2 separate regions of the Hordeum vulgare genome follow, and region 1 is linked to region 2. Evidence: chromatin contacts called from public Hi-C data. All regions are on one chromosome and are shown on one strand. Each heading gives the region's core, a stretch centred on a gene start, on an enhancer-like site or on the middle of the called end of the contact. The rest is flanking DNA. Distances are from core to core; before and after follow the strand shown. Region 1 holds the start of LOC123399420. Region 2 holds the start of LOC123399416 (protein EMSY-LIKE 3-like).

Region 1 (4,195 bases), core at 102-2,601, 220 kb after region 2:
GCGTGCGTGCACCGCGATGACGCGCTGGCCTTGCCCAGGTCACGTAGATCGGGCCGGCCGGTCAGTGCTCCTAATCACAGGCCATCATGCCGCGGGCGTGCGTGCGCGCCTGCCTAACCATATCCGTATCATGAGACGGACACCTAGATTAGCCCCTGACATGCTTCGTGCTCTTTGGTTTTGACTGTGTACGTGTTCTATCCTACGTTCTCTCCTCCTTTGTTTTTACCCCGAGCCGGAGTAAACACAGGTTTTGACCTAGCGGGCAGCGGCTGACGACGGTGAAGGGAAGGGGACAGGACGAGCAGCGCGGGGGCGGTAATTCTGACGGAGATTTTTTACCTGGCTCTCCTGTAGCTGGTCGAACACGGGGCCGAACCTGGCGGCGACCCTGTCGAGCAGGGCGGCCAGCGGCTCGTCGGACTCCTCCTCGGCGCTGGCCTTCCGCCGCCGGCACTGCAGGCTCACCGCGCTCTCCTTGGACTCGCCGGACAGCTCCTCCTTAGCCGCCTCCTCCGCCTTGGCCGCGCCGGGGCGCTTCAGATCTGTGGAGTTGGACTCCCTGCACGACTGCCCGGGCTCCTCGCTCGACAGGTTCTCGTCGCCGGTCACCCCCTCCGGCTTCGCCTCGCCGCTCGACAGGCTGCGCTCCCGCTCCTCCTTCATCAGCTCCACCTTGCTCTGCAACGTCCTGTCACAAGTAATAAAATGAAAAATAATAAACATCGAGCTCTGGTAAAATGGCGGCCGCAGGATCCGCCATCGGACGGGCCACGAGGCGCGCGGTGGAAGGACCCCCGTTCAAACGGTGGTTTTATCGGTTCGGATGCTACTAAATCGTTTTACCCGATGGAGAGATCGCATCGCTCGACCTCGCGCCGGAGCTCCGCGACGCGGAGGCGCCGGAGCTCGTCCAGCCACCCGTCGACGGCGGAGGCCTCAGCCTCAGCCTCAGGGCCGACCTCCCCCTCCTCTTCCTCATCCTCCGCCCTGCCGCCGGCGGAGAAGCGTCGGTGGAGCTGGCGGAAGCGGAGGCGGCAGCTGCCGGGTGTGAGGCCGGGGCGGGCGGCCAGGGGGCTCCGCGCCTGCACCTCCGTGGCCACCGAGTCCCAGCTGGCCGTGCCGTGCCGGCACACGGCGAACGCCAGCACCAGCTCCTCCAGCGTGCCCCAGATCTCGCCGCCGGCCGACACGTCGGGGCCGTCTGATCCGCCCGCCATGCACCCCGGCCCAGCCCTCACCGTGCCGTGCTCTCGGACTCAGGCTGGCTCCCTCCCCCTCGCCCGCCCACCTCCGTCGAATTTTTTTTCCGTCGTCAGCCTTTTTCCTGTCCTCGTCCCTCCCTCGCCTCCGATTTGATTTTTATCGGAAAGACGGATACGGCTCAGCGTTCATAGCGCGCGCGCAGGCGATTTCTCCGTTCCTCGGGGGCGTTTCCGCCATTTGGACAAATAGAAAAAGAGGTGGGTGGAGCCGTAGAGGGAGGGCCATTTTCAAAGCGGGGCCCACCGCGGGCCAGTCGCGGCGTAATGCCCATACTGCCCCCCCCCTGATCACTGATCGGCTACGCTACTGCCGCTCAAGGTTACAAGGCACAATTGAACTGCTGCAGCGCCTCACTGACCTCAACTGTCTAAAAATTCAGCGTCATGACTAGATCCAAAGTATCTGACCATTGGAACGCCTGACGCTGCCTCAGAGTACAGACTGCAAGCTTCCGGAGAATTGAGCCCTGTTTCTTTAAGAAGTCATAGGATTTTTTTAATCCTTACTAAAAAATTCCTAATCCTACATCTATACTAGTAATAAAAGATCAAACGAAAACTTCTCTACGTACACACAACTATTACTCCCACAAAAACAAACACCAATCACCATCACACAATTAGACAACTAATTACAATCTAACGGCCTTCCACCATCCATGCACCATCACCGTATGCATTTACCAAATTAACTAAGGCTGACCGTGCTCCACCTCCTCCTACAACGAAAAACTATTGCACCTCCATGAAAAAAAAAGAGCCAATCAAGTACAGAAATTTAGGAAGAATTAACGGCAGCCAGACGCCCTGGCCTGCACCATCGCCGTCGCCTCCGCGTCCAACTCCCCCTCCCCGTCCGCCTCCTCCTCCCCCTCCCCTGGCCTGCAGCGTCGCCATCGCCAACTGACAAAGGAGCAGCCCCGTCCGCGTCCAACTCCCCTTCCCCGTCCGCGTCCTCCTCCCCCTCCCCGTCCGCCTCCTCCTCCCCCTCGCCGTCCGCCTCCTCCTCCCCTGGCCCGCAGCATCGCCATCGCCAACTGACAAAGGAGCAGCCTGGAGTCCATCCGGCAGTTAGACAACCGGGACGCGAGGCGACGGAACACGGCTGCAGATACAAAAAGGAAGCACAGGTGCACAGTTTTAGTTCTCTTGCTTTTTTTGATCGTAAAGAAGCTTTCCACAGCTTAAATAGCACTACTCATGTTCCATCTTACCAAGAAAAGATAGAATTCTGCAAGGAACAAACATGCCTATAGGCTAATAAATACTGATGCATTAGAACCCCGACATCATTAGAGAAAAGATATTAGAACCCCGACAATAGCAGTGAGATTCATAGCATCAGCTAATCTCACAAATGTTGGTGATTAGTAAGTATTTTGCTCTTGTTTAGCTTCTCGAACTAATCATTCTGCCTTGATTCATTTATTGCATAATTTTCATGATCAAAAGACACGAAATATCATGAAAGTAACACATCAGCCTGCACGACAGTAATTAAACAGATTCTAGGCCAACTAAACATTTCATTTATTTCAAAGATGTTGTAAAAGAAGAGAAATAGGTAGCTCCAGTGTCCACACCGTCCTCGCCCTGGCGGCCGCACCGTCTCAAGTACACAGGTAAGGAAGAGTACATACTGCTCTTATTTGTACTGTATGGAGTATATTATAAAATTTAGTATGGAGTATATGTGTATTTCCTTTTGAAACTGGAGTATAGAATTTCATTAGTTCCAAAAAACCATATAACCTTTTTTCTTTGGATCCAAACGAGTAGTATATTCATCCAAAAAAGAGTATATTCAAACAGTGGCACATAATATATGAAAAAAGAGACGTAGTATGGCCATAAAACGGATGTGATGTCATTTTTTAGAGAGTACAGTGTATATATTTTCAAAAAAGTATGGAGTATTTCCCTTTCCAATTAGTATTGAGTGTACAGTATTAAACTTTTTTATATATATTAGTAGACACTGCACATTAGGATTCTTACCAATGGCTTTATGCACTGCAAAATTGGTGCCAAATGACAACATGTTTAATACAAATTCCTGTCTTCGAAAATACGGTATGATACTATTATAGAAGATCCATATATTTCAGCTGGTACAGATGTTTCTATTATTTAAAATGTCGTGTTAGCTTAAAATCACAGAACAAATAATTATAGAGGACGAGATAACAATGCCTATGCAGATAAAGAAACATATTAGACAGCATAACAAGCCTAACAAGGCACAAGACTATGTGGTTTATCCCCAAGGCACAGAACAAAACCTTAAATGTCCTATTGCTAAATTTTATTGTTTTTATTTTTATTAAATGTTATTATGGGCATTGTGACAGATTATTCCTGCACTGGCAATGGTTGGTCCGTGATAGAAAATATCAAAACCGAACCAAGCAAACAAAGACATTTAGTGAGCACGGACGATTCATTTCTAAACAAAGCATGGACGAGGAACTAATACTAATATATGCTTTGGTTTTCAGGAAAACATGGACGAGGAAGGCAAGGACAAGCATGCGGAAAATATGCAGATTGAAGGCATGATAACGAAAGACGAGGATGTGAACCCCGAGTCATCAAAGACAATAGAACAACAAGCCATCATGGATGATACAGAAAACATACATATTAATGAGGTCATTATTATATTTTCACATGTCATTATTATTGTTATTCTGGCGGGACAAAACAATATGTAATTTGTGCTATGATATCAAATATAAAACTGTTTACTCACCTTCATAATATTCTCTCTTTTATATGGACTACATATTGTATAATATTATATTATTGTGTCTTTCAGTTACTAATCAAGGAAGAATCAAGTGGAATAAATGACAAAGATGAAGTAGAGAAAAAGAATAGCACGCGGGCCACTGATTGCGAAGTGACACAGGCATGCTTTCTTTTCAAAG
Region 2 (4,593 bases), core at 78-2,577:
CTATTGAAGCATATGACGCTCTGCCGGTACAACCGCGAGGGCATGTCGTTTGTCAATAGGATGGCTATATATGCGAGACCATATACTAAACCTAGCGAACTATTGAATTATATTGGGTTAAAGGAAGAACACTTGCATGTATTGCTTCAGTTATTCGACAACCGAGCTTGCTCCATCGCCTATTACTATCACTCGGCGACTCAAATCATCTCATACACTATTTACCTCCACTTACTGTTAATACTTTTTTCGGGAATACACAAGCAAGGTATCATTTCATTAATAGGTAGAAAAGCAGCGGGCACATAGTGATAGATACAAGATTCGTACACTAGAGGGGCGAGGATGTATCTACATGCGAGCAGTAGAGAGAATGAGGTTGCTCAGCCTCGAGAGGAAAACTAGACGTCTAGGGCGGATCATATGGGGATATTGTCGCCATCCCTCTCGCGCCAGCCAGGGCCGAAAGTCTAACTTCGTCTAGGATTGTCTAGACCAGGTGTACGACGGAGGATCGAGCGTTGTCAAACACACACGAGTTCACGAGGATGCCGAGGGAGGCCACGCCTTTGCGCAACGACGTAGGAGAGGCAGTCGTGGCAGAGTTCCATCAGTCCATGAACCTGTCAGCAACCATCGGGATGGAAGTAGTAAGCCTTCAAGCGGCCATGACACTGTTCCAAACCTCTAGAGAAGGGTCGGCGTTTTGCAGCTAAAGCCAATGCACCCGAAGTGCAATACCTCCACGCTCAAGGTCCCGTACGCGATACAGTTGAGGTGAAGAGGCACACACACCTTACGCCAGTAGTACTGTTTACCGCGTAAGTAAGATGCATATCAAAGAGTACATGGCTGAAACAAACACATACTTTTAAAGTTGAATGTATACAACATCGCCATCATTGCCAAATACTGTTTAGCGTTTACCACGTAAGTAAGATGCATATCAAAGAGTCAGGTTGTGGCTACGGTTGGGCATTCGATTAATTCTGCATTTTTTTCGTACATGGCTGAAACACACACGTACTCTTATGCCTTGTTTGAATTAGCGTGTTTCTTTCTAATACACTTGTAAAATATACACGCCTCCACCGTTCGGTTTTGTTTCCGGCCAAAAATCAATTATGACCGATAAAAATATACCTGTAAATATGATAGTACCGCTCGCCGGCCGGAGTCCGGTTGCACTGCACCAGTGCGTGCGCAAACAGGACTCGCGTACGGCCGCGCCGCCCACGTGCGGCCCGACGAAGAAACACACGGCCACCAGAACGCCACGTAGGACGCGCCATTACCATAAAGCCCCCCGAAAACTACCAGCCCCGGTGCAAGACTCTTCACGCGCAGCGAAACCGACCTTTTTCCAGGGGGCAAATCGAAAAGTCCACTTCCTAAATTTCCCGATCCCCTTGAACCCTACCTGCCGCCCGCCCCCCGGTCGCCCGCCCCCAAATCCTCATCCGATTCCACGCCGCAAAACCTCCCCAGATCGGCCTCCGGCGCTCGCCAGGCACGCCTCGACCGCGGCCCCGGGCCGCTCCGTATACCCTCGGACTCGTTCGCGCTCGGTCCGGATCTGGGGGGAGGAACTCGGCTGATTCCTAGGGTTCCTCCGTTCTCGGCGCGCCACGCGGGTCCATGAATCCCATGGGGTACCGCCCCTATGATAGCAGCGGTGAGTCGCCTCGAATCGACGTGTTCTTTCTTTTGGCCGCGTGAGCTTGGCCGGGCGGAAAAAGCTCAATTATTTCACGTAGCTTGTTGGATTCCTGGAGGAAAAACACCTGGAGGAGATTGGCATAATTTATGCGTACGAAATATTACCTAATTATGAGAGTAGACAAGTATAAATTGTTCCTCTTGCTTTCTAGCAAAGCTGAGCGCATAAGATAGCTGAAAATCTGATGAATTTATCGAACAACGTGTACATTTGCACGGCCCTGAAGAGGCAGGAGCATAAAGTAGTTCCTTTTGCTAAACCCTTGGTACTGCAGATTGAGATTACTTGATAAATAAGGCTCCAGTCTTCCCTAAGCAGTTGTTGGCTTCTGGAACCTCTTGCCAATTTGTGAATTCGTCATGGTTGGCGTGGCAGTCGCTTGACGCCGTATTCCACAAATTGTTAACAGCGTCTTTTATGACCTTTGAGTTGCTTTTGTGTTATCATGACTTGCAGTCAAAATGTGCATTTGATTATTGATCCCCAGCCCTGAATCAACATGTTATTTTCACTTTAGACCGAGTAAACTTGGACGGGCGGAAAGGTTTCATTCTTTCGCATGGCTTGTTAGATTCCTGTAGGAAAATATCTGGAGAAGATTGGCATACGTTATTCCCAAATAATTGGAATACCCACCAAGTATAAATTATGTCTCTCTGCTTTCTAGCAAAGCTGAGCCGATAGATAATTTAAATTTGTTAAATTTGCCAAACAATGTGTACATTTGCATGGTCCTGGAGAATACGAGCATAAAGTAGTCCCTTTTGCCAAACCCTTGGTACCGCAGATTGATTACTTGATAAATAAAAATCCAGTCGCCCCTTTGCAGTTGTGAGCTTCTCGAACCTCTTGCCAAATTGTGAATTCGTCATAGTTGGCTTGTCAGTCGGTTGACCCTGTATTCCGCAAATTATGAACATCATTTTTTATGACCTTGGATGAGGTGTGTTCGTGTTATGAGGACTTGCAGGCTTGCAGCTAAATTGTGCATCTGAATATGCCGCATTATTGATTCCTCGCTCTTGCTTGCAGGGACGGATGATGATCTCCCCTCGTCACAAAATAGAGGACCAAGAGGACGATCTTTCAGTGGGAATGGGAGAGCATCAGCCGGACCGTTTCCTTATGCAAGGCCACACAATGATTTGGAGAGCGAAGTACATTTGGTTGAGCAAGAGGCTTACACTGGTGTTCTTAGGGCATTCAAAGTTCAATCTGATGCGTTGTCTTGGGTGATTATCCGCACACTGAAATTAATGGCTACATTTTCAGTAACCACTGCTTGTTCTGCTGCTGATTTCAGCTGAAAATTATTACTCATGCTTGTGTGCAGGAAAAAGAAAGTCTGATTTCTGAACTCAGGAAGGAACTGAGAGTTTCTGATGAGGAACACAGGGAGCTATTAAACAAGGTTAATGATGATGGGGCCATCCGTAGAATGAGGTCTTTGCATACAGGACCTATTTTTCTCCATAACATGTTTTACTTAATCTTCATATTCTTAATCATTTACTTATCTTAATTTTTCAATAGGGAGCTGAGACAGGGAGGTGGGACCCCGAGTGGGCTGCATCGTGGAAGCAGAGTTCTTCATGATGGAGAACCTGGGCCAACTGCTAAAAGGCAACGACCATCTCATTTAATGGCTTCACATTCTTCAGGCCTCCAGTCCCCTGTTATGTCTTCACACTCCGTCCCAACTTCGTCAAAGTGGGGACCATCTTCAGCATCAAGGGGAAAAAGGGCAAAGTCGGTATGTTTGGAACGCTGTACGCCATGTTCTTCTGAATTCGGGTCAATTTTATGGCAATCTGTTGATGCATGTACAGACTACGCCACTGGCATTACCATCCATGGATCCGACCTCATTGATTAGCCGAAAAGTTTTTACGAGATGGCCAGACGACAACAACTTCTATGAGGCTACTATAACCCGTTACAATCCTGCTACGGTTTGTTTCAACTGTACTTATTTTTCTCCTTGATGCAGACATGCATCTGTATTAAGAATTTTTACCTACTCTCCTGAACCTTTTCAGGGTGAACATGCTCTTGTCTATGACATGGGCAAAACAACTGAGACATGGGAATCTGTCAGGCTTTGTGATGTAAGCATTGTTCAAGTCTTTGATGCCTGTATTGTTCTTTATCATTATTTTTTTATTCCTTGCTCCTGATTTGTACACTAATTATATATTTTGTTTTGGTTACAAATTTGATCCATCTTTTAATCATGTTTGTAACCCTTTGCTATGAATTATTCACCCTCTTTTATATGCTACACGTGCCCTAATGTGCTGACTCGCTCCAGTAGCGAAGCAGATGCTGGTTGCTCATGTGCCCAATACCATATAAATTAGTGGGGAATGATTTGTTGTCATAATTACGTTTAGAGTGGTAGTATCACGGCTTATGAATACCTTTAGTCCATACGGGCTCATATTCAGCAATCGAGAGTTAATAGTTGACCATTTGTTTAGTCTGCATGGAGACTTATGCTTTGTTTGTTTCACTGGACTATGGAGATTTGTTTAATTAGCTACCACTCTGATGTAGAATAAATTTTTACTTGCTTATTTGCCCAGAATGTATAATCGCCACCTTTTAACTATATAATTAACCAATAGGAGGTGAACAATTCTTTCACAGATGGCACCTGAAGATATAAGATGGGAACGTGATGATCAAGGCATCTCAAATCGAGATGGTTGGGGCCCTTCTGGTCCATTGTTGAAGAGGAACCAAAGCAACAATGGTAGAGGGAGACTATCTCAGAATGAGCATCCAAATGAATATGCTCCACCTCAAAATGGCATCAATAGGAATATTGGTGAAATTGACGTGCCTAACACTCAGAGTGTCGTGATTGAGGT

Evidence for each region. Hi-C and Micro-C count contacts between places; a contact is called where the count stands out from the background.
Region 1: a Hi-C map of seedling shows a contact between it and region 2, with 2.5 times the contacts expected there. The contact joins the promoter of LOC123399420 here to the promoter of LOC123399416 in region 2. A contact is called at or near these places in 2 of 6 Hi-C or Micro-C datasets (leaf and seedling) and 1 of 1 datasets of contacts at active chromatin or transcription factors (embryo).

The regions. Positions count from the first base shown.
Region 1 is chr5H:479,123,542-479,127,736 of MorexV3_pseudomolecules_assembly, forward strand. It overlaps LOC123399420, which reads right to left and starts at 1,352. Exons shown (of 3, transcript XM_045093831.1): 1 at 847-1,352; 2 at 343-691. The coding sequence starts at 1,220. LOC123396939 reads left to right here and starts at 4,110. Exons shown (of 6, transcript XM_045091696.1): 1 at 4,110-4,195.
Region 2 is chr5H:478,907,903-478,912,495 of MorexV3_pseudomolecules_assembly, forward strand. LOC123399416 (protein EMSY-LIKE 3-like) reads left to right here and starts at 1,328. Exons shown (of 10, transcript XM_045093828.1): 1 at 1,328-1,675; 2 at 2,753-2,952; 3 at 3,054-3,163; 4 at 3,254-3,473; 5 at 3,550-3,672; 6 at 3,760-3,828; 7 at 4,370-4,591. The coding sequence starts at 1,639.